Regions from separate parts of the Sus scrofa genome. Here regions 2, 3, 4, 5 and 6 are each linked to region 1. A link is a contact called in public Hi-C and HiChIP or PLAC-seq data. All regions are on one chromosome and are shown on one strand. The core of a region is the stretch at or near the end of the contact, and the rest is flanking DNA. Distances in the headings are between cores, read along the strand shown.

Region 1 (3,975 bases), core at 732-3,231:
AGGAGTGTTTAATAACTTACTTTTAAAAACGATTTTTATTTTTTCCATCATAGCTGGTTTACAGTCTTCTGTCAGTTTTCCACTGCACAGCAAGGTGACCCAGTCACACATACATGTATACATTCTTTGTCTCACATTATCATGCTCCATCATAAGTGACTAGATATAGTTCTCAGTGCTATAAAAACAGTTTGAGTGTTTAATAATTTAATTAGAGCAATACCTAAGTCTCAATCACTTAAGAAAAAACACTTTATCCAATCAAGGCCCACCATCATTTTAAACACCACCAACAACGAACGAGAAGATACAGTAGCAAATAATCACCGCCTGATGCCGTCTGACTCCCGCTGTTATAAAACGCCTCGGATTTCAGGGATATGAGGTAAGCAAAGACCCAATTCTTGGCATCAGGAAGTGGCCTGCTTTCGCAGCTGTCCTCTGGCAGCTGGCCACCGGGTGGCGCAAAACGCCAGCGCACTCGGCTGTTTTTCTTACCCGTTATCTCCGGTCTTGCACCAGAGCCTGGGCTTCCAGCGAATTCACCCCGGCCCGCAAACAGTCCTGTCCAGTCTCTAAGGCCTCATCTAGAAAAGAGGGGCAATGGAATGCACCGCAGCACTGGTTTCAACGTAGAGCAGAGAGATGCAGACACCAAAAGTGATAAGTTGAGTGAGCGAAGGGTCTTTTCGTTTGTCCCCAACTCCTTCCGGCGTGGGTTTTGCAGCCTTTCTTCTGACTTCTGTTAATACGCAGCTTGGAGGGAGCTCAGCCGACCCTACCAGGGCAGCTCCTTGACCAGGAGGCTGCAGGCCAAGTCACTAGTGGTCAATGCAAGTGTAGGGGAGGGAGGTGGTCAGGATCTTTCCTGCCGGCCTGTAGATGGCGCTCCGGGAAAGATATTCCGAGCCGCGTTCCCCAAGCTCTAGGGGCCTGGAGCCAAGGGGTCCGGGCTGAGCGCAGCCGGCTGTGTAAATGGTGCAGCAGCCAGGTGTTCCTTCCAACTGCCACCGCTGTTCCGCACGTGTGCAAGGACCCGGTGGGGCGGAATTACATGCAAACGTGCCGCTGGTGCAGCAGGGCCTGTGCGGGGGTGGGGGTGGGGAGCCGCGCACCGAGGAGGGCAGGAGCGGCACGCGGCCCCGACCCCCACGCGCCAGGCAGCCCGGCGACCCCCACGAGCGGCAGGGCCCTACCCACCCCACCCAGCGGCAGGTGGACAGTGTCGCTATGAAGAGAAAGCTTCGATTGTCCCTCCCACAAACCGCCACACGCCAGACCTCCGCTATTGTGCGTCCTCCATAGAAATGCAAACGAGCCGCGTGCGCCGGCCGCAATCTGCTCGGGAGCCCCGGCGCCCCGCAGCGCTCTGCAGAGGGCGGGGAGCTCGGGTGGGACTTTCCAGCGCGACGGGGTCGGAGCCTTGATTCTGCAGGGAGAACCTCGCATTCCGGGCCCTAGTGTCAGGTGGAGGGAGCTGCGCCCGGGCCTTTTGCAAGCTTAAAGCCAGGACTGTGTGTTTTTAAGTTCCGCTTTAAAAGCTACTGTCTCATAAACTCCAAATTAAGAGTAAAGAAAAAATAGAAAGGTAACAACAAAAATAAATGCAAAAATAAATTCATTAGATTCTCCAACGGTGCATTTCACAAATTGCAGCGTACTATTAGCTAGCAAGGGTTTGGCTTTTTTTTTTTTTTTAAACTTTTCCCTTTTAAAGACTTAAAAACAAAAAGGCTAGATGAAATCTGCAGGCTCCAGGCTGCCTGGTAACACCCCGACAAAAGCAGCAGATTTGAGGCATTGTCATCCCCCGCACCCCTCCCCACGTGGCCTTCTGGCACGAGCCGCCGGCCGCCGCCTCATTTGCATCAGAAAGCGGGCGCCGGCCAATGGGCGCGCAGGCTTGCGCCAGCTGGCGGCGCCGAAGACCCAGCCTATATAAAGGCGCGCGGCGGGACCCGGGCTCACTCGCTGGCGGTGGGCACGCCGAGCAGAGCTGCGGGCTGATCTCTCTTCGCTCGCGTCCGCTCCGCCCTCTGCTTTTGTGGATAACTTGCTGCTTGCGGATCGCAACATGACTCTGGAAGAAGTTCGCGGCCAGGATACGGTTCCAGAAAGCACGGCCAGGTAAGTCCGCGCTGAGCGCCGAACGTCTCAGGGCTCCGGGATCCTGGTCCTGCCCTGGCCGCGGCTGGTTGGGCGCAGTCTTCGAAACCTTCCGGGGTGGGGGTCCGCTGGGTAGAAGTCAGGCCCAAGTGTTTCCGCTGGGCTGGGGGTGCGGCACTGGGCTGGAGCGCCGGAGTCGGGCGCCGGGGGTGCCTCCCAGGGCTCGGGGGTCCTGGCTCACCCTCCGGCCTGTCCACGCTCATGGCGGTGGCTCCTCCACAGGATGCAGGGCGCCGGGAAAGCACTGCACGAGCTGTTGCTGTCGGCGCAGCGACAGGGCTGCCTCACCGCCGGCGTCTACGAGTCCGCCAAAGTCCTGAATGTGTGAGTATAGACGCGGTCCGGGCGAGGCGGCCGGGGGCGGGCAGAGCGGCAAGGGAGACCGGGGAGAAGGCGGCACGGGGCACCCGGGGCACACCGATCTGACCTCTTCACCTCCTTCTCGCTCGCGCAGGGACCCCGACAACGTGACCTTTTGCGTGCTGGCTGCTGACGAGGAAGACGAGGGCGACATTGCGCTGCAAATTCACTTCACTTTGATCCAGGCGTTCTGCTGTGAGAACGACATCGACATCGTGCGTGTGGGCGATGTACAGCGGCTGGCGGCGATCGTGGGCACCGGTGACGAGGCGGGCACGCCGGGAGACCTGCATTGCATCCTCATTTCGGTGAGTGTCGCCTCCATCCCGATGTCATCCCTGCCCTTGCCAGCGGCCAGCCCGGTTGACCTCTGGACTCTCTTCGCAGAACCCCAATGAGGACGCGTGGAAGGACCCCGCCTTGGAGAAGCTCAGCCTGTTCTGCGAGGAGAGTCGCAGCGTCAACGACTGGGTGCCCAATATCACCCTCCCCGAGTGACAGCCCGGCGGGGGTCTTGGTCTGATCGACGTGGTAACGCCCCGGGGCGCCTAGCGCGGGGCTGGCTCTGTGGATGCGCCCTAGGAGGGCGCCCGAGTGCGGCGTGGAGACTGGCAGGCGCCGGCGCGTGGAGAGCGGCGAGGAGGTGCGGCTCCCTCCCGAGGAGGGGCCCGGCGGCGACAGGGGCAGGCTGGCCCCAGCCCAGGACTCTACAAGTGTGGGGAGCGGTTGCTCGCCCAGGAAGGCCGGAGGCGGGACGTTGGCCGCGCGGCCGGGAAGGACAGACTGGCCGGGCAGGCGTGACTCAGCAGCCTGTGCTCCCGGCAGAAAGGAGGGGAAAGGCAAGGCCAGGAGGCCTGGACTTGTACAGTAACAGAAGCTCTGACGGACTTAGCAGTAGGCACTGCTGTTTCAAAACGGATCCGGGCGATGCTTCGTTTTCTAAAGGATTATGCTGCTGCAGCGTTGAGTCTTACAATAAACTTACTGAAAAAAACTTAACTCTCTTTATTGAGGGCAGGGGATCTTTGTCTGAGGGGAAGGTGGTTAGCGGGATTGCTGACGATTTCTGAAATTCCCGGAACTCGCTGGCACCTGTTCCATCTTCCTGTTAGGGCTGAATTACAGGCTCCCGGGGTGCTCGAAGTGGGGGAGGGGGCGTTGGCTGGGTGTTAGCAGAACTTGAGCCGTGCCCTCCTCTCCCTTTAGGAAGATTTTTACACTCGCAAGATAGGAGCATACTTGGGATAAGCCATCAGTGCAGCAGCTGGCCATCCAACCTGATAACGGAGGCCTTTCCTTTCCCTCCCCTCCTCCTTCTCTCCCCTCTGCCCCCTCCCTTCCAACAGCTGCTTATCGAACAGCTTGCAGGATGCAGGCAGCTCCTTCCTGTGCAATGAGCATTGCCTTCTGCAGGGGCTGCCCTTTGTGGTCCCTGAGGATGGCGGCAGA
Region 2 (3,975 bases), core at 429-2,928, 420 kb after region 1:
GTTGGGTTACTTAAAAGCCTTGCTTTAAGTCAATCAAAACAGGGTCTGCCTGGGAGGGCATTCATTAGTGAATGCTGGCACAGCACCTTCTGAAGTTAATTATTGTTATTGGGAGGCATTCATTAAGAAGGTTGAGAATCGTTTTGCAAGAGGCGGTCTTTATTAAAATGCAAATTGTCCTATGCACCCTCTCCCCCCTCGAGCTTTGGAAATCAAAGAGAATTATGGAGTGTGTGTTTATTTTAAGACAGCTTTTCCCACCACCCTAGTCCTGTGACTTGCAGTTGAAGTCTTGGAATATTTGGATGCCTTTTGGCAAGTGGAAACTCATTTTGATCTATCTTTTGAGAAAGAAGAATCAGCAAGTATAGCTTTCTGAGCAGTTAGGGCCCACAGTGAACCTCTGATGCACATCGGAGACTCTAGGACCACTCTGGCCCACACGGCTGCCACCAGCCACATGTGGTCATCAAGTCCTTGAAATGCAGCTGGTCCCAATAGAGATGTGCTGTGTGTGTAAAACATACACAGAGTTTTTAAGACTTGGTATGGAGAAAATAATGAAAAATAACTGGTTAAAAATAAATGATGGTTTTTTGGGAGTACTAATTATGTGGAAATGATAATATTTGATCCATATTGGGGAAAATGACTTTTAGTATAAAAATTAATTCCACATGCTTCTTTTCACTTTTTTATTTTTAATTTTTTATTATAGTTGAGTTACAATGTTCTGCCAATTGCTGCTGTACAGAAAAGTGACCCAGACACACCCACCCCCCCCACACATATATTCTTTTTCTTATAATATCTTCCACCTATGTTTTAAATGAAGTTTCTAGGAAATTCAGTTATAGATGCATCTCTTGTACAGTGTTGATCAGGACAGTTCTAGGCCGAATGAAGGCCCCTGTCCAAACTTTTCCCTTCTTGTTCAGAATAACCTCTTTTCTGGGCACGCTGCCTCCCACGTAGCTGCCTGCACCCCTCCCAGCTCCAGACCAGAGGATGCTGGCTCATATGGTGTTGGCACCTCTTGCTAAAGCCCTCGCATAACCGCCATTGTCAGGGCTCACACCTGATTGCCTCTTGCACCTTCTCACCTCCCAGCCACCCTCATGCTCTTGTTTCAAAACACTCCAGGCCTGGAGTTCTCGTCGTGGCTCAGTGGTAACGAACTGGACTAGGATCCATGAGGACGCAGGTTCAATCCCTGGCCTCACTCAGGGGGTTAAGGATCTGGCATTGCTGTGAGCTGTGGATAGGTCGAAGATGCAGCTTGGATCTGGTGTTGCTGTGGCTGTGGCGTAGGCCAGCAGCTACAGCTCTGATTTGATGCCTACCCTGGGAACTTCCATATGCCATGGATGCAGCCTTGAAAGGACTAAAAACAAAACAAAATAAAAAACACTCCAAGTCTCTGGTTTCCCAAGCCACCCTGTGTGCTTCTAGCATGACTGCTCCAGGGGCCCCTTGTCTCCCCAAGACCACATCCCCACACATCTCTTCATGCAGTTTTCCTGCTCTCCCTGTGTTCCCATTGTCCTCGCATGTGTGTTTGTTACAACACATCGATGCTGTGTTGAAATTGCTCAATGTCCACCTTCTCATCCGACCCTGCTCTCCTCGGGCAAAGGACACCACATCTGTTCATCTGTGTCTCCACGGCATGTAGTAAATATTTGTTAAATGCCCGCAGAATGAAAGAAGCAGAGGGTAAGTAGTGCTAGGTTGCTAATACAGTGTGTCTGTACACAGCAACAGCTGAGGTGTTGAAAGCTTTGTTTTTGTTTTCATGTTTAACCATTTATTTTCTTTTAATAACAATGGAAACCACGGTAGGGAGTAAACCCAGTGGCACTCCACGGAGGTGAGAAAAAGTCCAAGTGCACTCTCTTTCCTTTCTGGGCATCCAGCCTCCCCTTGGGTCACCACTTCTCTCAGCCAGAGGTGGGATTCCTGGTATGATGGTGGGTTTCACGAGGGCTGAGATTTGCCCCCAGGTGCCAATTAGCCTCCTACGGGACGGAGATCTTGCAAACAGAAAGCTCAGAGGGTGTCTGGCTATTTGCCTGTTTTCACAGGAGATAGAAATCTCCTTGCTGCTATGCAGGGCAGTGTTTGTGTAGTTTAGTTTTAAGTCTGTTTGGGGTTGTTGAGGTCATGTTGCTTCATACAACTGGCTGTGCCCTCACTTGGCCTTCCATATGTGAGAATGCATCTGGCTCCTAGAAGCGGCTTTGGCCCATTTGCCTTCCCTCTGCTGGACCCCTCCTCAGGGCTCCTGGGGCAAGTCATTGCCGATTCAGACAGGGTGGTATGTTCCATGGATGTCCTGCTTCAAGAAAATTCAATAGACAGAGGGTTGAGTCACATGATTGATTAGGACAGAGTCTCTCCTTGAGAAGGGAGCTTCCTGGAGACTGACCATCGTGGCTCAGTGGTCACTATGAGAGAGTCCAAATCTACTATCTCGTTCACCCACAAAACTACAAGGTAAGTCCATTGCAAGCTGCAGAGTAAGAAAGAGGGGAGACTGTATCAGACCACAGGAAATCATCTGGAGCAAGTAATGGGATGCAGGCCGTGCAGGTTGTATTCTGGCTTTGGCCAGCCCAGCTCCTTTCCCGTGATGCTGGCCTGCTGGGTTGCTCAACACCCACTGCTATGCAACTGTCCCACCATGGAGGCCCTTCCCCAGGACTGATGGGAGGCTGTTTTTGCTCTGTTAGACCCAATTTGAAACTAATCAAGGTATCCTATTATGTTTATGGTATGTTTATGTTATATCGGTCCTACATTTATGTTATTTTCCTCTGAGGGATACAGGTTGTTGTCAGGCCAGGAAGTGGGCCATTTGGCAGTGGGTTCCAAGTTGCTGGTCCATCCAGCTCTCTGTAGTCTTCCATATGGCTGCCAGCATACTCCCTGCAGCTCCCCAGGCAGATGGCATGAAAACCCCAACCGGCGCAGCAGCCAGGGGTCCAGCTCTCTGCCTGGACTTCTGCAGATGAGATGTTGATGCTGGGAGAGTCTGCATGGCTGAATGTGAATAATCCTCCCCAGTTGTGCAGCCTGCTCCAGGAAGGCTTGGCATTAGAGCCAAGCTTACAGGTAAGCGTCGGGCATCCTACCACACCCACCACTTCCTTTCTGAGTCTCTCTGACTCAGGTCTTCCAGGGTTTCCTTGTCTTCATTTTCTTCTGCTCTTTTTCTTTCTTTTTTTTTTTTTTTTTTTTTTTTGTCTTTTTGCCTTTTCTTTCTAGAGCTACTCCCTCGGCATATGGAGGTTCCCAGGCTAGGGGTCGAATCAGAGGTGTAGCCACCGGCCTACACCAGAGCCACAGCAATGCAGGACCTGAGCCGCATCTGCGACCCACACCACAGCTCATGGCAACATCAGATCCTTAACCCACTGAGCAAGGCCAGGGACCAAACCCTCAACCTCATGTTTCCTAGTTGGATTTGTTAACCACTGAGCCACAACGGGAACTCCATCTTTTTCAAACTAAAATACCGATTTTGTATTGACTGAACACTGACTATGCAGTCAGAGACTCCGTGCCTAGAAGGTCTGAACTAAGAGGTGGTGAATGGATTCTGGATCCTTCTTAGCCCTCAGGTTTCTGAGTCACATGATCCCCTAGGCCTCCATTTAATCTTGTAAAATGAGCACAGAGCCCCATGTCATCTGTAAGGCCCCGCCTCTCAGGCAGTCTCTAAAGCTCATGAACAACTGAAATTGCTACAATGAATCAATTGTCAACACATAAACCATTTATACTCCTGGTTAAAAGAGTGGATGATGTTGACTGGAAAAACCCTCCCTCCTTCCCATCTCGCTGGTCCACAGCTACTATTTCATATCTTGTGCTGGATCTTCACGATAGGAAATATTACATCCTTGGGAAATCTCACTGATGCCTACTGGGTGGCACCTCTGATGCCCATCTAAGCTGCTGAAACCTGTAAAA
Region 3 (3,975 bases), core at 771-3,270, 390 kb after region 1:
AACTGCTTGCTCAGAACCAGCAAGAAAAGCCCTGGAATTATTAGCTTGACCTCTGCCTCCTCAAATGCACACAGCCTGACCTTCCAAGATCAAACATTGTAGCAAATATGCCCATCACCTCCTAATCCTCCTGCCTGTCACAGCTCCCCATTATCCCCAGAGAAGCCTGGGCCAAATATGGGTTATGTCAGAAGGGGGTTGAGTGCAACCTCCCCGTTTTTCCACCACTGAGTTACTGGAAGGGAACCATCCCCTTCCCCCGGATGTTCTGATGGGTTGAGTTTGGCTTCAATTTGGCTTAACCAATGTAAATTAAAATAGAGACTTAAAAAGGTAATAAAATACCTCATTTTCCTGTATGGAGCTGAGTGTGCACAGGGAAGAAGGAATAATTTAATTAAAAGTCAGAGACTTAGAGTTCCTGTTGTGGCTCAGTGGGTTAAGGATCTGACATAGTCTCCATGAGGTTAGTTTCAATTGCTGGCCTCGCTCAGTAGGTTAAGGATCTGGAGTTGCTGCGAGCTGCAGCCTAGGTTGCAAATGTGGCTTGGATCTGGTGTTGCCATGGCTGTGGTGTAGGCTGCAACCGCAGCTGTGATTTTACCCCTAACCTGGTCGATTCCAGATGCTGCAGGTTCGGCTGTAAAAAGGAAAAAATTCAGAGCCTTTTTAGTGTTACTATTAATGAAATCATAGTAACAATAATAAGGATAGGCCTGTGTAAGAATGACAAGGCTGCCCTGTCATTTGCTCTGGGTTGCATATTTCTGATAATCTAGAAGCCAAAGGAATGGGCACCTCTCTGGAGGGTCCCAGGCAGCAGAGTGAAACCCTGACATCCAGGTATCAGGGTATCACTACGTGTTTTTCATTACTTGTGAACCTGGTGGGCTGTGGTTGGGATCATTTTTTGCAGGGTCTTGCCTAGTGGTTCTTTCTGACCCTGGGGCCACGCTGTAGGGTTTTCTATGTCTGCATTCAAGCAGCAGAGGAGATACTTAAAATACAGGCTTTTATCCTTCACAGAGATGATCCATCTTTGCAAAACAGCCCTGGGTTTTCTTGCAACACACTCGGAAGTGGCTCCAAGACTCTGTTACAGAAGAAATTCTTTAGTAGAACTTTTTCATTCGGAATTATCTAACCAAAGTTCTGACAATGGTGGAAAGGATAAAAATAATTACTCTGGATCCCAAGACAAGCTGAACATCTGGGTTATTACCATTGGTTTGGGTCCAATACCAACTTCCTTGCCCCCCCACCCCCATTCAGAACCCTTTGATTTGTATGCTCCTTGCTGGGAGAGATGGAAAATGCCAAGTGCCTAAATGCTTAGCTATTTCATTCCAGGATGCATTCCTTTCCTTCTAGTCACTGATGCCAAAGGAAAGTGGGAAGGATAGACTTGCAGCCTCCAATGGGGATGCAGTCCAGAGATTGAATTGGTAACTGTTCTGCACTTACAATGAACATCGTTGCCATAGAAACCCAGCAACAAGACAACTGAGAATCTGGTTGACTGAGACAAATAAATGTTTTCCTCTCATGGCTTGCAGGGAGCCTGATAAATTCTGCCTGGTTCCTCTCTGCTGGGGTGGCAGGAGCTGTATCAAAATTCTTTTACTGCCCTATCCTCATGTGTCAGACTGACAAGGACCCCTGTGTATGTTGATACAAGCCGGCTACATGACAGTATCCCACAGCTGCAGTCTGATTGCACCTGCTTATTTGCAACAGGTGCTGTGTTTTAAGACCCAAACCCCAGAACCTGGATTTTCAGGGGGGGCAGCTGCTGAATTTTTGGTTGGCTATTTTTCCTCCATGGAGCAGTGGCCCTCTAGAGAAATTGGAGCATCTGAAACCTTATCCTCACCTAAAGAACACTGTCAGGATTTTCCTTTTGCTGGGCCTCCAGGGCCGCAAAGAAGGATAAGAAAAGGATTTGGGCCACTTGCCTCAGCTTTGAAACCAGAACGCCAAACCAACCAGGCCAGCATGTGAGCTGCTGGCATTTCAGGAATGTACACGCTAAGAATCTAAGTGTCGAATGCATTTGACTAGTGAATGTGTGTTTACCCTAGTTGGCAACGTTCAGGTCACAAAACGAAAGTGGCAACTGGAACCTTGCCTTTTCTGCTCAACTTTGCATAACAGGGTGCATCAGCTTAAAAATGTCAACAGCGAACACTCCCATACAAATCTATTCCCAAGAAAAATACTGTGGGCAGTTTCTATTCTGGGAGAAACTTCTGGGGAAGAAAAACCTCATTTGGGTGCTATCCATCATGCTATTTAAGTCAAGGGAGATGTTTTAAGAGCAAAAATGCAGCATTTTGTAACATTTCTACCTACTCAAAACGCAGATGCTCCCGCAAAGTCTTGAAGGTTGCTTGTGACCCAGGCTCACGGGGCTGGTTCTTGAGGCTTTTTGACAAGGGGGCTATTTATGCCATTGAGGGATGGCAAAATATATGGTTTCTTTTTTCAGAGGTAAAAATGCCACAAAAATCATGGAAAACCAAGAAAGCACAGGAAAGTAACTAAGTAAAGAGTATGCATAATCGATCTGTGATCTCTCCACATAAAAATAATGATTCTACGTATTCGGGGGTGTTAACTCCTCTGAGGGAAGAGACTTAGGGATCATGATGAACCTCCCGGCTGAGCTGTGGTGACAGCCAGGGTCAGAAAAAGAGAGAGCGGCTCAGCTGGGTATTTCACAGTCAGCAGAGGTGAGGCCATTGTCAAGGTCCCTTGGTGAGGCCAAGTGTATGAAGGCTTTTAACAGAGGAGACTAAAAAAAGTCACAATGAGGGGGTTCCTGTGAACTTTCCCTCTAGGAGGGAACCTGTGGCCAAAATTGTTCAATAATGCTGGTTAACAAGGAGACGTAGGTTTCGTTTCCATGTGGTTTCTGGGAGCACTTTCCCCCACATCTCATGAGCAGCCCTGGGAGATGCCGCTGGTGACCTCAGGGTACCTCTTGATGTACCAGCTGTGTCCCTTCTTATTTTGCAAGGGCTGCTGCTGCCTCAGCAACTCTGCACGGCAGCCTGGTGTAGGCTGCTCAGGTTCTTCTCACTGCCATGCACAGCACGGCTGTTTTTCACGTCTCCTGTGACTCAGAGGATCCCAGTGTTACATAAACACGCCCGAGTGTGTCCTATGCGCGGGTTTGCAGCTCTCGTGGTTCGTGTCTCTTTCCTTGCCCAAATCAGAATTAAAGGATTTTTTGTTAAATGATACGCTGCTTGAGGTTCTCTATGCGGGAAAGTAGAAATGTGGCTGGGTCACATCAAGCGGCAGGACTGCCTGTCGCCTTGGTGTTAGTCGCCTCTGAGTGGTGAGCTCTCCCGTCTCACCAGACCTTTGCCAGAGCCTCTATTTTAGGTGTGTCTTGTGTTCACTTCTTGGCAGCATATTCAGTTAGGATATTCATAGCAAGCTGCTGAGTGCTGAAGAAAATCAACAACAGGTTTCTTTGAAAAGCTCGTAAAGATCTGTGATAATGTGTTTGTTCAATGCGTAGACCGAAATGAGGAGGCACTAACTGTGGACACGATTACAGCCAAATGCAATAAAAACTGAGTTGTACCATGTACAGTGGTCTGGAGGTCAGGATCCTTTTGATGACCCCCTGATGTTTTCAGCTCCTTTTGTACTCTGTGAGTGTTTACAGGTTTCACCACCTTAGGTGGGGATCAGAGGTGCCACTCACCAGGCAGGTTTTAGGATGATCATCGGGAAGGACAACAGAGCAGGCTGCCGTGCTGAGCACACGTGGCAGCAAAACAAGGCCAGAATGATCTGGAAACGAATACACTTTGGAGGAAGAAAAAAAATCCGGCTTCCTATTGATGCCCTAATCAGGTCTTGGAAACAGCTTCTAAGACATACAAAGTGACATGATCAGTTTTAAACATTTCCTGGCTTGAGAACATACTGTGTTGGAGGAGGCACAGCAAATTCATCCTG
Region 4 (3,975 bases), core at 1,008-3,507, 330 kb after region 1:
CAGGTCCGTGTATGAACCTCCTGTATGATGCCTGGCTTCCAGTTCCTCTGTATTTGCTTTCTCTGCAAGGGGACTGTCACGGAGAAGCTTCTTCTTTTAGCTGAGCTTGAGAAGAAGTAGAGCAGCATTCAGTGTCTGGGCTCTGTTCTCACTCAGAACTCTGTGGGGCAAGATCAAGTGGCGCTTTAACACTGTGAGCACAAGTCCACATTGTGCAATTATTATTCCCTAGATGGTTAGCATAGTGCTGGTGCAAAGTGTGTGTTCTCTGGATTCTTGTTGAGAACTACATGTGTTCAATGTGGTCCAGCACATTCACATCCAACCTTGTCCTCAGTGTGTCTTTTCTTCCAGACTAGATTATTTTGGCCTTTTTGGTGTGCATTTTTCTTTCCCTTTGCTCTTCCCTCTGCTTTCCTGCATCTTCTTCTGCAGAGAGCTTGAATCAATGGGATCAATGGGATGCTGAACTGCTTCCCTCTAACTGGGGATTATAACACTATTTCCGTGAAACTGAGAAAAATATTGAGAAAAAGTTGAGAGTCGCACTGAGCTCCACAAATCAAAACCAGGCAGGGTGGAACCAGCCTCTTCTCTCTGCTCTGCTCTCTCTCTCTCTCTCATCTCTCTCTCTCAAGCCACTGTTGTTCATAGCACTAGGTTAGGTGGTTGGTTGGGTTAAGTTTGAGATTGGCTTCGCTTTACTATACTATCCTGTAGCAGCAAGTTCCTCATGGGATCTATTTTAGAATCTGGTGGATGGGGTACCTGACCACCAATTTTAGTGTATGATGGCCTCCTCCTGACCAAAGAGCTGTTGGGTCGTATTTCTAACAAGTTGATGCGATATTTTCATTTTAATAACCTGCCCACCTATGATCTGAGAAACAGTCCTACTAAAACGAATGAAACTCCTCTCTTTTCTTCTCTCTCTTCTCAGCCTATTCAAGCCCTCACTTCTAAAAAACACACTCAAGGCTTCCCTATAAGTTGAGGCTGTTGGGGCAGTTGCTTCAGTCCTCAGCGCTTTGTTAGAACTGATCAATGTGCACTTAGTGAAGCCATGCTTTGTTCATCCCTCTAGTTTCCTACAACTGACTTCTTGATGGTCTGCACTCAATCCCCACCTCTGCAACTTGTGACAGACAGCCTCTAGGATGGCCCAGGAACCCTCACCTTCTGGTACACACACTCCTGTGTGGTTCCCACTCCTCGAATGTGGGCGGGGCCTGCAGCTTGGTTCTGACAAATAGGATAAGGCAAAAGGGTTGGGATTTCACTTCTGAGATTAGGTTGTAAAAAGATGGTGACTTTTATCTGGGTCTCTCTTGGTCTTCACAACTTGTTCTCTGGACCTGCCAGCAGCCATGTGGGCAACCTCAGAAGCTGCTCTTTCCCAAAGCCAACTTTGAGCTGACTGCAGCCCAACCAACACCCCAACTACAGCCTGTATGAGATCCTGGGTCAGAGACAGCTCACAAAGCCATGCCCTGAATCCTGATCCACAGGAACAGTGAGATAAGACATGGTTGTTGTTTCCAATCACTGAGTTCTGGAGGGATGTTTTATGTGGGCTATCTTTTAGAACCCCTTACAGATTCTTTTCTCCATCTTTTCTGTACTGTTCTCTAGAATTTTCCAGGGTTGAGGGCTTGCTTAAAATATACACATTTGATCCTACCCTCAGAGATTTCAATTGGATGGGGACACTGAAATCTCCGTTTTTAACAAGATTCTGGGGGCTATGGATGAAAGTTCAAGGAGCAAGCCTTGGGATTGCTGCCTGAGCACCTTTTGGAAGTGTTGTCACCACAGTTATAAGTTCATTCTGAGTCATAAAGGTGGAGATCTGCTTCATTTATGGTCATTCAGTATCATCTATGGAGCACATGCCACTTGTTATAGGTTGTATTTTCTAAAGAATTCTGAAACAATAGCTCCTATGTGCTCTTCTGCAAGGTGAGCTTAACACTCCCCTATTCCCAGGTTGAGTCTAATTCTCACCTTTATCTGAACTGGCTTCATGACTCACTTGTAATCAATAGTATGTGGTGGAAGTGACGCTGTGTGACTTCCACAGTGAGACCAGCAAAGCCATGCCTTCTGCCTGGTTCTTCAGGGACCCTGGCTCTACAGGAAGCCAGGGTCCATGAGGGAAGTTTGATGGTCTCAAATCACCATGCCAAAGAGGCCATGAGTACAGACTTTAGTTGACAGCTCTGCTCAGCTGTCACCAACAGCCACCATCATCTGCCAGCCATGTGAATGAGCCTTCAAGAATGGCCAGCCCAGTGAGCTTTTGGTTGACACCTGACTCTGACCCCTCTCTTTCCAAATTTCTGATTCAGAAATCATGGCGGCTTTGAGTGCATAAGTACTTTGGGGCACAGCTCTAGTGGAACACCACTCCAGCTGGAAATATAGATGAAAAGGCATGTTCTCTGCTCTCAGCTGAATAACTAAAACCATAGACAGAAAGAATTATAATCAAATAAAATGATTGTGATTTTCTGGGGAACATATACAGAGATAGAAGGCACCAAGGAGAATGAATCTGGAAGAGAAAAGTCATACGTAGCATTTGGGCTGAGGTTTGCCACACTCCCAAGCTGAGGGTGGTACATCTAGAAGCATCAACAAGCCCTGAAAATTCCATGCAATTCAAGGGGGGAGGGTGAAGGGCTGACAAAAGTGGGTAGGCCTGGCATGGACCAAAGAGCTCCTACATGGGGAACCAACTCTACCAGGCAAAAGAATGCTGACTTTATCTGGTCCCAGTGGGTGAGCCACCAGAGATTTTGGAATATGCTTACCTGGGTGGGATAAACATCCATTTGTTGGTTAAAATATATAAAGCTATAACACTTTGCCAATCAACTAAGGAGAAAAAGAAGTGAATTGCAACTAAAGCAGTTTCTATTTAAGTCCTTGTGACTCACCCTATGATTGAGCAGAGCTTACTTAAGGCCGGTGCCCTCCCTGTAAACACCTGTCACTTCCCTAGTTTGCAGAGATGCTGGGAGGCTAATGAGATCACATGTATGGAATGCACGCGAGCTTCTAAGAGAGAGAAACCAGATACATTCAAGATATTATTATCATTCCCCCCCACCCCCCCGCTGATCGTCTGGAAGTCAGCTTTCTAGCAAACCCAAGGGTTCAGAAGCCAGACATTTCTAAATAAAGGAAAAATAAAGAAAGGTATTTGGCCCCAGAGAAAGCAGGAAGCAGAACCGGAAACAACTGAAGAGCCAGAGATAACATGAAACAGGATACAGGCTGGTCACGAAGGAAATCCCCACACTTCTTGGAGGGAATGACAATAAAAGCCAAGCCATTGGATGTAGGCATCCAAAAGCAAGTGGTGCCATGGGGGAGGATGGACAGGAAAGGAAGGAAAGATAGCAGGCTGGTGGGCAGTGCAGAGATCAGAGGATGCTGGCCGGCGGTTTGAGAGTGGAGAGAGCGGTAAAGCTGGTGGAAGTCAAGGAGGAGGGTTTGGAGTGGCCAGTGGCCACCGGCCTCTCCCAAGCTTAGCAATGAACTTTTTTTTTGCAGAATGTCCTGCAGATCAGGGGGCATGATCTGCCTTTTTGGCAATGTGGATGTAGCAGATATTTCTAAGTAGTGAGGTAAAAAACCAGATGCTCTTAGGAGGAGCCCATGGTGTGACTGCTTGGGCATAGACTTGAGTTGGGGGGAGGGGCACAGAGGACAAGTTAGGAGGGCAGTTAGAACAGGCTGGGGAGGCTAATGTTCCACTAAACAAGACAATGGCTACCATTGTCATTGCATGGTTTCAATTGTCTGCCACTTACATGAATAGCATTTCCATATGGCCACACCCGTAAGACCTCCTGAATCATGACACCTCCTTTGCAAAACAAACACCCCATCAGGTATCCTAAGATTTTCTTGTACTCTTGCAGCCAGCTGAATGCACCAGATCTGGAGCAAGGAAGGGAAATGGGCGCA
Region 5 (3,975 bases), core at 625-3,124, 300 kb after region 1:
CGCGTCTTCAGCCTACACCATAGCTCACGGCAATGCTAGATTCTTAACCTACTGAGACCAGGAATTGAACCTGTATCCTCATGGATACTAACTAGTTGGGTTCATTACTGCTGAGCCACAGCAGGAACTCCAGAAATAGCCGCTTTTATTTCTTAAAAACTCTTCTAGAACTAGGAATGCTGGTCAAGGGATTTTAGCAAATTTTGCCCATTTACACCCTGGAAAGTTACTGCAATTGATCTTCTCACTCATGGTATATGAAGACATATTTTTCCACACTCTCATCAATATAGGTTGTTACAATTGAAAAAAAAATTGCCAATTGGGTTAACTAAAAAAGATACCTCACTATTGTTTCAATTTGAACTTTCCCAGATACTGCAAATTTAATACCCCTTGTATGCGATGGTTAGTGTCTTTAATGGGTCATTTGCACGGCTTTTGTGAATTTGCAGATGGTTCTTGACCCCCTTATTAATTGTAGGAGTGAGTTACTACACTACCAATTCTTTTCTTTCTCTTCAGTGTGCAAAAGGAGTTTTCAGTCCAGCTTTTTAAAAATATTTTATTTATTGTGGTTTTTGGTATAAAGAATTATGAAAATATTCAATTCTTTCAATTATTAAGTCTTTAAATTAAAAAAAAAAAAGTTGTGAATTTTTTCCCTCCATGGCTCCTGGGTTTCCTGCCATGTTTAGGAAGCCTCTCTTACCATTTACTTTTTTTTTTTTTTTTTTTGTCTTTTTTCTATTTCTTTGGGCCGCTCCCAGGCATATGGAGGTTCCCAGGCTAGGGGTTGAATCGGAGCTGTAGCCACGGCCTACGCCAGAGCCACAGCAACGCGGGATCCGAGCCGCGTCTGCAACCTACACCACAGCTCACGGCAACGCCGGATCATTAACCCACTGAGCAAGGGCAGGGATCGAACCCGCAACCTCATGGTTCCTAGTCGGATTCGTTAACCACTGCGCCACGACGGGAACTCCACCATTTACTTTTTGATCTGAGCGCGTACTGCTCATGGGCTGTATCCGTGTTTATACTGCGCTCTAGGCAGCTTCTCCATAACATCTGCAAGATCTACACAAGGAGGGAGCGGCTCACAAGGGGGCCGTCCACCTCGATGATTGTTCTTGGTGGCTCCACCCAGGCCAGGCCAAATCAGGAGGTGACCTCATTCCTTCTGAATTTTCTTTCCACAAGACCAAGTGGCTGGGTGTGGCTGCTCCTTCCACTGTTGAATTCTTCCAGGCATTGCATAAAGGAAAGAGCTCACGGAACAGGTTCTTGTCCTAAGGCTGTTTGGAAAATTCATGGACTTTTTTGGGAAAGAATTCTCTTCTTTTTCTAAATAAGGGGGAAGAAAGCCAGAATTATCAGTGCAGGCAAGGTTCTCACGCAATGTGCAAATTCCTTCTTTAATTTTTTTTTTCTTTTATTTGGTAGGAGCTGGCAGTAGGACGATAGCATGAATTCCAAGTTGGATTCCCTCTGCCTCCTGCCCCAGGTGGCCCAAGCTAAGTGCATGGCTCACAGTGACCCCTGCCAGGTCTACTCTGCCATGGTGGTGCCAGCACTAGTTCCTATTGGGAGCCTCACCCTGGGTCCCATCCAAAGGGCTGATTTTGCCAGCACAGGGGTTTGCTGTTTTCCTCAGGGTAGCATGCACAGAGGTAGGAAGGCTGCACGCTTCTCCACTAAAGACACGGAGGTCCATATTTCAGAGTTTTTAAATGAGAATCTCCTGTTAGGCTGCTGTCATGTGATCTATCTACAGTGACACACTAGCCTTTGGCAACGATTCTGAAGTGCAGCCGGTAGGTTCACAGCAGGACCCTCCAGCTGGAAGAGCCCCCAGTTTGAGTCCTGCACACCTCATTGACAGCTCTGTGCCCTGATCATAGAGTGGCACTTGGCCCGTGGCAGGTGCCACCACATACTGTGGTGTGAATAAATGAGTGAGGGTTAATGCCTCTCTCATAGGATGTGGGGCTCAGAAAGACCATGCCTGTGTTAAGTCCAGCACCACCCTGCATGGACTGCATCCAAACACCACGCGGACCTGGGCCCTGCCTTTACCTCACCCCTTAGCACACATCCTTCCCTCTGGTCCTGTTCCAGTGTGGACACCCCATCCATCCACCCCAGTGCTGCAGTATCACAGAAGAAAGCAAACTATTGTAACACCATCTCTTTCCAAGTACAAAAGTGTGCAAAAGTAAAACAATGTATACTTTTAAAAATATGTATGTTTGTAGTAAAACATTAGAAAAAAAAGCAAGGGAATGATGGCAAAACCAAATATCTAGGAAATAAAATAGAAAGAAGCAGCCCCAGGATTTGGGGACATGGCAGGTGGGATGGCAGGGACGGAGTCTGGGCTGGATGATAGGAGGGTAAGCTCTACCCATCTTACTGGTACAGGCACTGGATGTAGGGGTGTGACATGCCCCAGACTGCAGAGTTAGGTGGTGGCAGGTCCGGGTTCAAGCTGACGTTTGTCTGGCTTCCAAGCTCATCACTCCCTCTAGGAACCGGGAACCCGTCATCCATAAAGCCGTGTGCAAGGATTAGCTCATCTGGGGTCGGGTGGAGAGTGACACAAGGAGACAGCAGGCAGGGAGGATGACCAGTGTCCAGGATGGAAACTTCAGAAGGACCAGAGAGAAAGGAAAGAGACCTGGGGAGAGTGTATGGTCTGAGAAGCCCACGTTGGGGGAGCAGAGCAAGGGGGTATGGGCAACAGTGTGAAACAGAGCAGATCACGGGACCACTGCTGTGGACTGAATGTGCCTCCTCCAATTCAAATGTTGAAGCTGAACTCCCAGTGTGACTGTATCTGAAGACAAGATTTTTTTTTTTTTTTGTTTTGCTTTTGAGGGTGGTGCCTGTAGCACATAGAAGTTCCCAGGCTAAGGGTGAAAGCAGAGCTGCAGCTGCCAACCTACACCACAGCCACAGCAACATGGGATTCAAACCATGTCTGCGACCTACACCACAGCTCACTGCAACACCAGATCCTTAGCCCACTGAGTGAGGCCAGTGATGGAACCCGCATCCTCGTGGACATGAGTCGCGTTTGTTACCACTGAGCCACAAGGGGAACTCCTGAAGACAAGATTTTTTAGGAAGTAATTAATGTTACATGAGGTAATAAGAGTGGGGTCCTGAGTTGCTAAGACTGGTAACTTAGAGAAGAAGAAGAGCCAGCAAAGCTCTCTCTCTGCCATGTGAGCGAACAGCTAGAAGACGGCCATCTGCGAGCCAGAAAGAGAGCTCTCACCAGAAACTGACCCTGGGGACACCTTGACCTTGACCTTCCAGCCTCCACTACTATGAGAAATAACTTCTGTTGTTTATGCCTCGAGGTTTGTGGTATTTTGTTATGGCAGCCTGAGCAGACTAACTCTGGGGGCGGGGGGTGGAAGTATCACTGGGGCAGAGATGGCCTGGAGTCTCCTATGTAAACTTCCAGAAGCTGGACAGTCATTCGTGAAACATCCTTGGTGAACAGATGAGAGAGAGAGTGAAAGAACCTGGCCCACTTCCACCAAGCCGTCCCTCTGGATGGCAGGGATGAGGTCTGAGAACAAGAAGACAAGCGTACTTGGACCTCTAGTTTGGCCTCTCAGAGGGAGGAAGAAATCAAGCACATGTCTCTTCATCCTCATTCTCTACAACAAAGGGTGCCTCTGGCATACCAGCCCTGTCTTCTCAAGACAGCGACCTTAAATAACCACTGTACTTACTGGTTTCCAAATGCAGAGTTGGGCTGCAAAGGCCAAGTTGTCCTTTCATTGCCCTCTTGCAATAGAATGATTGCAAATATCCCATCCCCAAGCAACATGGCATTTGTCCTCAAAAGTAGGACAGAACCCTGTTGGGAAGAGCAGTTTCTGGGTCATTGCCCCGAGAGCCTCTGTCAGCATGGTCACCACGTGAGCAGAGCCACAGCCATCCGCAGGGGCGGCTTGG
Region 6 (3,975 bases), core at 677-3,176, 280 kb after region 1:
ACTGGAGTGTGGCTTTCAGACTGTGTGTGTATAACTGTCTTGTGAAATCAATTCAGTGCTATGGGATTAGTGTTTTCTTAAAAATGTGAAGTAGACAAACTATTCCATTTAGAATGGATAAGCAAAGAGGTCCTACTGTACAGCAGAAGGAACTATATCCAGTCTCTTGGGATAGAACGTGATAGAAGATAGTATGAGAAAAAGGCTGTATATGTTTATATACACATATGACTGTATGTGTGTGTGTGTGTGTGTGTGTATGTGTGACTGATCATTTTGCTGTACAGCAGAAATTGGCACAATACTGTAAATCAACTATACTTTAATAAAAATAAAATTAAAAATAAAAAAATAAAATGTGAAATGGGATGGAATAGGAGATAGCAGAATACACTTAACCGTCCATTCGTTTCCTGTGGAACTTAAAACCTAAGATGTAATGCATTCCCCTCAGATTTTGACACTAGGACCCCATCTACCTCTGCGAGGTCAATGGCCCGCTGCCTTTAGATCCCTGCCCTCCACTCCCAGCCACCCCCTATGTTTCCCGTGCATGGAGAGCTTTTCCTCGAATTTTGATTGGCCACCTCTGCCCTCCACGCACATTGATGCTCAGATGTCAGCTCCTCTTAGAAGTTGCTCCTGACCCTGCTCCCTTCATCTGAACCCTTAACCTCCCTTCATCTTTCTTTGAGGAACTTAGCGCTACCTGATGTGAGTACAGCTGGGCGATTTTTGCTGTGATCTGTCTCCACCATTTGATTATCAACTCTGCCTGCGAAGGGACATGGTCCCGTTCCCTGCCGTCAGCCTAGCAGCTAAGCATGATGTCTGGGGCACAGTAGATGCTTAACTAATAGTTTTTGTTTTTGCTTTGTATTTTTTGGGGCTGCATCCACAGCATATGGAAGTTTTCAGGCTGGGGTTGAATCGGAACTACAGCTGCCGGTCTACGCCACAGCCTCAGCAACTCGGGATCCAAGCCACACCTGCAACCCACCCCACAGCTCATGGCAACACCGGATCCTTAAGCCCCTGAGCAAGACCAGAGATCTAACTTGCATCCTCATGGATACTAGGTGGGTTCCTTACCTCCGAGCCACAACAGGAATTCCAATAGTTGTTAATTTTGAAGGAATGAATGAAAAATGAAATTGATAGCCATCCTTTATCATGGAACAATGGTGAGATCAAGTAAAATAATCCCAAACCAATGCCCAGAACATAGTTAGCCCTCAATAAATGCTAGGTATCAGACTGTTTCACTTTCTCTGAATTTTCAGGCCATTCGTGACTCTTGAAACGTTTAAATATGTCATCCTAGAAAAGAAACATACCCTGTGTTCCCCAGTGAGTGAGCATTTCTGAGATGGCATCATGGTTCTTTTAAAAGCTGAAAATGATCAAGTGCCCTGAGAAGACATGAGTGGATAGAAGGTATGATTGCAGTTTCCAAAAGCATGCTCAGCCTGGGAGCCTGAGGGATTTCAGTGCAGTTGGCATGCTTTCACTTTCTGTGGTCATGAGATCTTCATACTTCAGAGTTCACAGTGCTTTCTGAATACCAAAGGCAAAAGATATTTCGAGTATGTGTTGAATGGTTTCAAATCCACAGATTCTTTGGGGTCCCCTTTGTTCAGTTTTAGAGTGCTCCCAGCTCCCTATTTGGAAAGGATTTGGAGAAAGGAGTCCCTGGATGCCGGGAGCTCCTAGATGTCACCGGAGAAATATTTCTCTCTTGTGACAGCTTAATAATAGAAGCACTTTGCATTCACACATTCATGCTAAACTTAACTATGTGGTCATGGCTTGGTCTCGGAAGATGAGGTATTTTACCTGTGAAGGAGCAGGGTAGAAACGAAGCTATCTGAGGAATGCATGTGAGGTGGCCCAGCACACTCCTGGTACTCTTGGTGGGAACATTTGGTCCCACTCATTATCAGGCCAAACCGTGTCTTAAAATAGGCTTACCATGTGGTCCTCTAAACTAGGAGAGAGTCAATCTAAGCAGCTGAGACCGAAAATATTTCTCAGGTTGATCTTTTGAATCGGTGTGGTGGACAAACTTTATGGCAGAGTACCAGAATGTTGCCTGCATCCTGTTACTATGGAAACAATCATCCAACTACATAGTCTCTGCATATTTATGTGTGGGTGTCAGCCTTGGGGACAAAACCAACTATTTGCTTTTACTTCGCCCTGCTAGAACTTTTGAAAAGAGTATTCCTGGAGTTCCCGTTGTGGCTCAGCAGAAATGAATCTGACTAGCATCCATGAAGACGAGAGTTTGGTCCCCGGCCTCACTCAGCGGGTTAAGGATCTGGCGCTGCCATGTGCTGTGGTGGTGTGGGTTGCAGACATGGCTCAGACCTGATGTTGCTGTGGCTGTGGCATAGGTCTGAGGCTACAGCTCTGATTCAAGCCCTAGCCTGGGAACTTCCATATGCTGTGGGTACGACCCTAAAAAAAGCAAAAAAGAAAAAAAAATCCTAAACCATTTAGAAAATATACTTCTTTCTTTTCCCTTTATTCTTCAGTATTTTTTTTTTTTTTTGCCTGTTTGCCCCTGTCATCCTGTTCCCCAGGTTTCATATATGTTTGGTATTGACTTATCTCCCATGTGCTGGGCACCTGTGCTAAGCACTTCCATGTTTTGTTGCTGCTGATTTTCTTGGGAGGTATATGAAGTCAGTTTTACTAAGTGCATTTTACAAATGTGGACAGTGAGGCTTTCCTGCTCTTCCTCATCTGGGAAGGATAAGAACCAGTGATGCCACTCAGGTCTCTGATGTTGGAAGGCTCGTTCACAGCCTCACTTCTATGGGACCTTCTGGAGAAGTAACGGGAGGCCCTCAGGACTCAGGTGTCCTGCCTGGACGACATCCACAGCCCACTTCCAGGAGGCTGAATGTCGACACCAGCCGGGGGAGCTGCTTCCCTGGCCAGCCCTCTCCTCTTCCTCCTGTGTCGCAAGGACATGCCCCCAGGCTCCTGGAACCAGGGCATATCAGAGTTTATTTTGCAGTTGCACTTTGGGGAATTATGGGATGCCCGAGGCAGTTCCTGGAAATTGATTTTCAGGAGTGCAGCTGTGCCAGTGAGTGGACTTTGGGTGGGGGGAATGTTGGTATTGCGGCGGGGTGTCCCAGGCTCCCTAGAAATGGAAGAGCATCCTTAGGAAAGCTGATCCCACCCAGGGTCAAGAAGGGTCAGGACGGCTCAAACCTAACGATGCTATAGGTCAGGGAGGGAGGAGCACTGTGTCTCCCAGGCCCTGGTTTTCCTTTGGGGTGGAACCAAGCCCTAAAGACACCGTGAAACTGGGTTTGGGGAGAGAGCAGGGTGTCTTCTCCTTAGTGGGAAGAAGGTTGGTCAGGATCCTTATTGCAAGTGCTAGGTCAGGCCGATGATTTGGCCAATACCTTTCACACTCATTTGAGTTTCAAATGGTGTCTTAGAACATGGAAAGTTCAGCCAATGTCACTGTGTTTCAGAGGCCAGAAAGGCAGTGGTCAGCATACAGATGATCATGGGGATAGTGGGTTCTCTATACTTAGTGGGACAGAGTTTCAAAAACACATCCTGTGGACCAAAACCCCTGGGGGCACTGGGGCAGTTGGGAAAAGGGAGATGATGGCTAAAGCCATCCTTACTGTGGTCTTGCTGGGCGAAAGGGCTGAATGTTAGCTTGATGAATTTTATTGGATCATTCAAGGAGTCTCCAGGGCTTGACGTCACCAGACCTTCTGTTCCATGAGGGAGGCTCACCCATTCATCCAACAAATATAGCTTGGTCCATGTGCCATGGTTGCAGGTGCTACATGCTGTGTGCCATGCAGAGTTGTGGGTGCTGGAGACACAGCTTTGAGCAGAACAGTCCCTTCCAGAAACATTTTAGGCTTTGGGGGCTTGTGTGGTTGCAGCTACTCAGCTCTGCAGAAGCATCCACAGACATGGCACTCAGGCAGTGGGGTG

Evidence for each region. A called contact is a pair of places that touch in the nucleus more often than the background predicts. HiChIP or PLAC-seq counts read pairs in DNA pulled down with a chosen protein or histone mark.
Region 2: a contact with region 1 is called in a Hi-C map of liver, with 3 times the contacts expected there. The contact joins the enhancer-like site here to the promoter of GADD45G in region 1. A contact is called at or near these places in 2 of 5 promoter capture datasets (fetal liver and liver) and 3 of 47 Hi-C or Micro-C datasets (embryonic fibroblasts, epiblast stem cells and liver).
Region 3: a contact with region 1 is called in an H3K27ac HiChIP or PLAC-seq map of skeletal muscle. The contact joins the enhancer-like site here to the promoter of GADD45G in region 1. A contact is called at or near these places in 3 of 5 promoter capture datasets (fetal skeletal muscle, liver and skeletal muscle), 8 of 47 Hi-C or Micro-C datasets (embryonic fibroblasts, fetal heart ventricle, fetal skeletal muscle and 4 more) and 1 of 2 datasets of contacts at active chromatin or transcription factors (skeletal muscle).
Region 4: a contact with region 1 is called in an H3K27ac HiChIP or PLAC-seq map of skeletal muscle, with 5 times the contacts expected there. The contact joins the enhancer-like site here to the promoter of GADD45G in region 1. A contact is called at or near these places in 3 of 5 promoter capture datasets (fetal liver and liver), 11 of 47 Hi-C or Micro-C datasets (embryonic fibroblasts, heart right ventricle, liver and 3 more) and 1 of 2 datasets of contacts at active chromatin or transcription factors (skeletal muscle).
Region 5: a contact with region 1 is called in an H3K27ac HiChIP or PLAC-seq map of skeletal muscle. The contact joins the enhancer-like site here to the promoter of GADD45G in region 1. A contact is called at or near these places in 2 of 5 promoter capture datasets (fetal liver and skeletal muscle), 8 of 47 Hi-C or Micro-C datasets (embryonic fibroblasts, liver, omental adipose tissue and 2 more) and 2 of 2 datasets of contacts at active chromatin or transcription factors (alveolar macrophages and skeletal muscle).
Region 6: a contact with region 1 is called in an H3K27ac HiChIP or PLAC-seq map of skeletal muscle. The contact joins the enhancer-like site here to the promoter of GADD45G in region 1. A contact is called at or near these places in 3 of 5 promoter capture datasets (fetal skeletal muscle, liver and skeletal muscle), 12 of 47 Hi-C or Micro-C datasets (embryonic fibroblasts, fetal heart ventricle, heart right ventricle and 3 more) and 1 of 2 datasets of contacts at active chromatin or transcription factors (skeletal muscle).

The regions. Positions count from the first base shown.
Region 1 is chr14:1,164,019-1,167,993 of Sscrofa11.1, forward strand. It overlaps GADD45G (growth arrest and DNA damage inducible gamma), which reads left to right and starts at 1,982. Exons shown (of 4, transcript NM_001185129.1): 1 at 1,982-2,127; 2 at 2,389-2,490; 3 at 2,621-2,834; 4 at 2,914-3,520. The coding sequence starts at 2,075. The coding sequence ends at 3,024.
Region 2 is chr14:1,583,988-1,587,962 of Sscrofa11.1, forward strand. The region is part of intron 5 of LOC106505879 (a long non-coding RNA gene); the gene reads left to right. Among named protein-coding and RNA genes, the nearest start is that of DIRAS2, 380 kb to the right of the region's middle. Within about 2 kb of position 1,679, at least 3 of the 83 cell types and tissues checked have an H3K27ac peak or open chromatin away from gene starts, as enhancers often do. A contact at or near this core is called in fetal liver and liver, where this site is marked.
Region 3 is chr14:1,558,036-1,562,010 of Sscrofa11.1, forward strand. All of the region lies in intron 4 of LOC106505879 (a long non-coding RNA gene), which reads left to right. Among named protein-coding and RNA genes, the nearest start is that of GADD45G, 390 kb to the left of the region's middle. Within about 2 kb of position 2,021, at least 28 of the 83 cell types and tissues checked have an H3K27ac peak or open chromatin away from gene starts, as enhancers often do. A contact at or near this core is called in embryonic fibroblasts, fetal skeletal muscle and skeletal muscle, where this site is marked.
Region 4 is chr14:1,490,049-1,494,023 of Sscrofa11.1, forward strand. All of the region lies in intron 2 of LOC106505879 (a long non-coding RNA gene), which reads left to right. Among named protein-coding and RNA genes, the nearest start is that of GADD45G, 330 kb to the left of the region's middle. Within about 2 kb of position 2,258, at least 3 of the 83 cell types and tissues checked have an H3K27ac peak or open chromatin away from gene starts, as enhancers often do. A contact at or near this core is called in skeletal muscle, where this site is marked.
Region 5 is chr14:1,466,592-1,470,566 of Sscrofa11.1, forward strand. All of the region lies in intron 2 of LOC106505879 (a long non-coding RNA gene), which reads left to right. Among named protein-coding and RNA genes, the nearest start is that of GADD45G, 300 kb to the left of the region's middle. Within about 2 kb of position 1,875, at least 8 of the 83 cell types and tissues checked have an H3K27ac peak or open chromatin away from gene starts, as enhancers often do. A contact at or near this core is called in skeletal muscle, where this site is marked.
Region 6 is chr14:1,447,190-1,451,164 of Sscrofa11.1, forward strand. It overlaps LOC106505879 (a long non-coding RNA gene), which reads left to right. Exons shown (of 6, transcript XR_002338446.1): 2 at 1,284-1,437. Among named protein-coding and RNA genes, the nearest start is that of GADD45G, 280 kb to the left of the region's middle. Within about 2 kb of position 1,927, at least 4 of the 83 cell types and tissues checked have an H3K27ac peak or open chromatin away from gene starts, as enhancers often do. A contact at or near this core is called in fetal skeletal muscle and skeletal muscle, where this site is marked.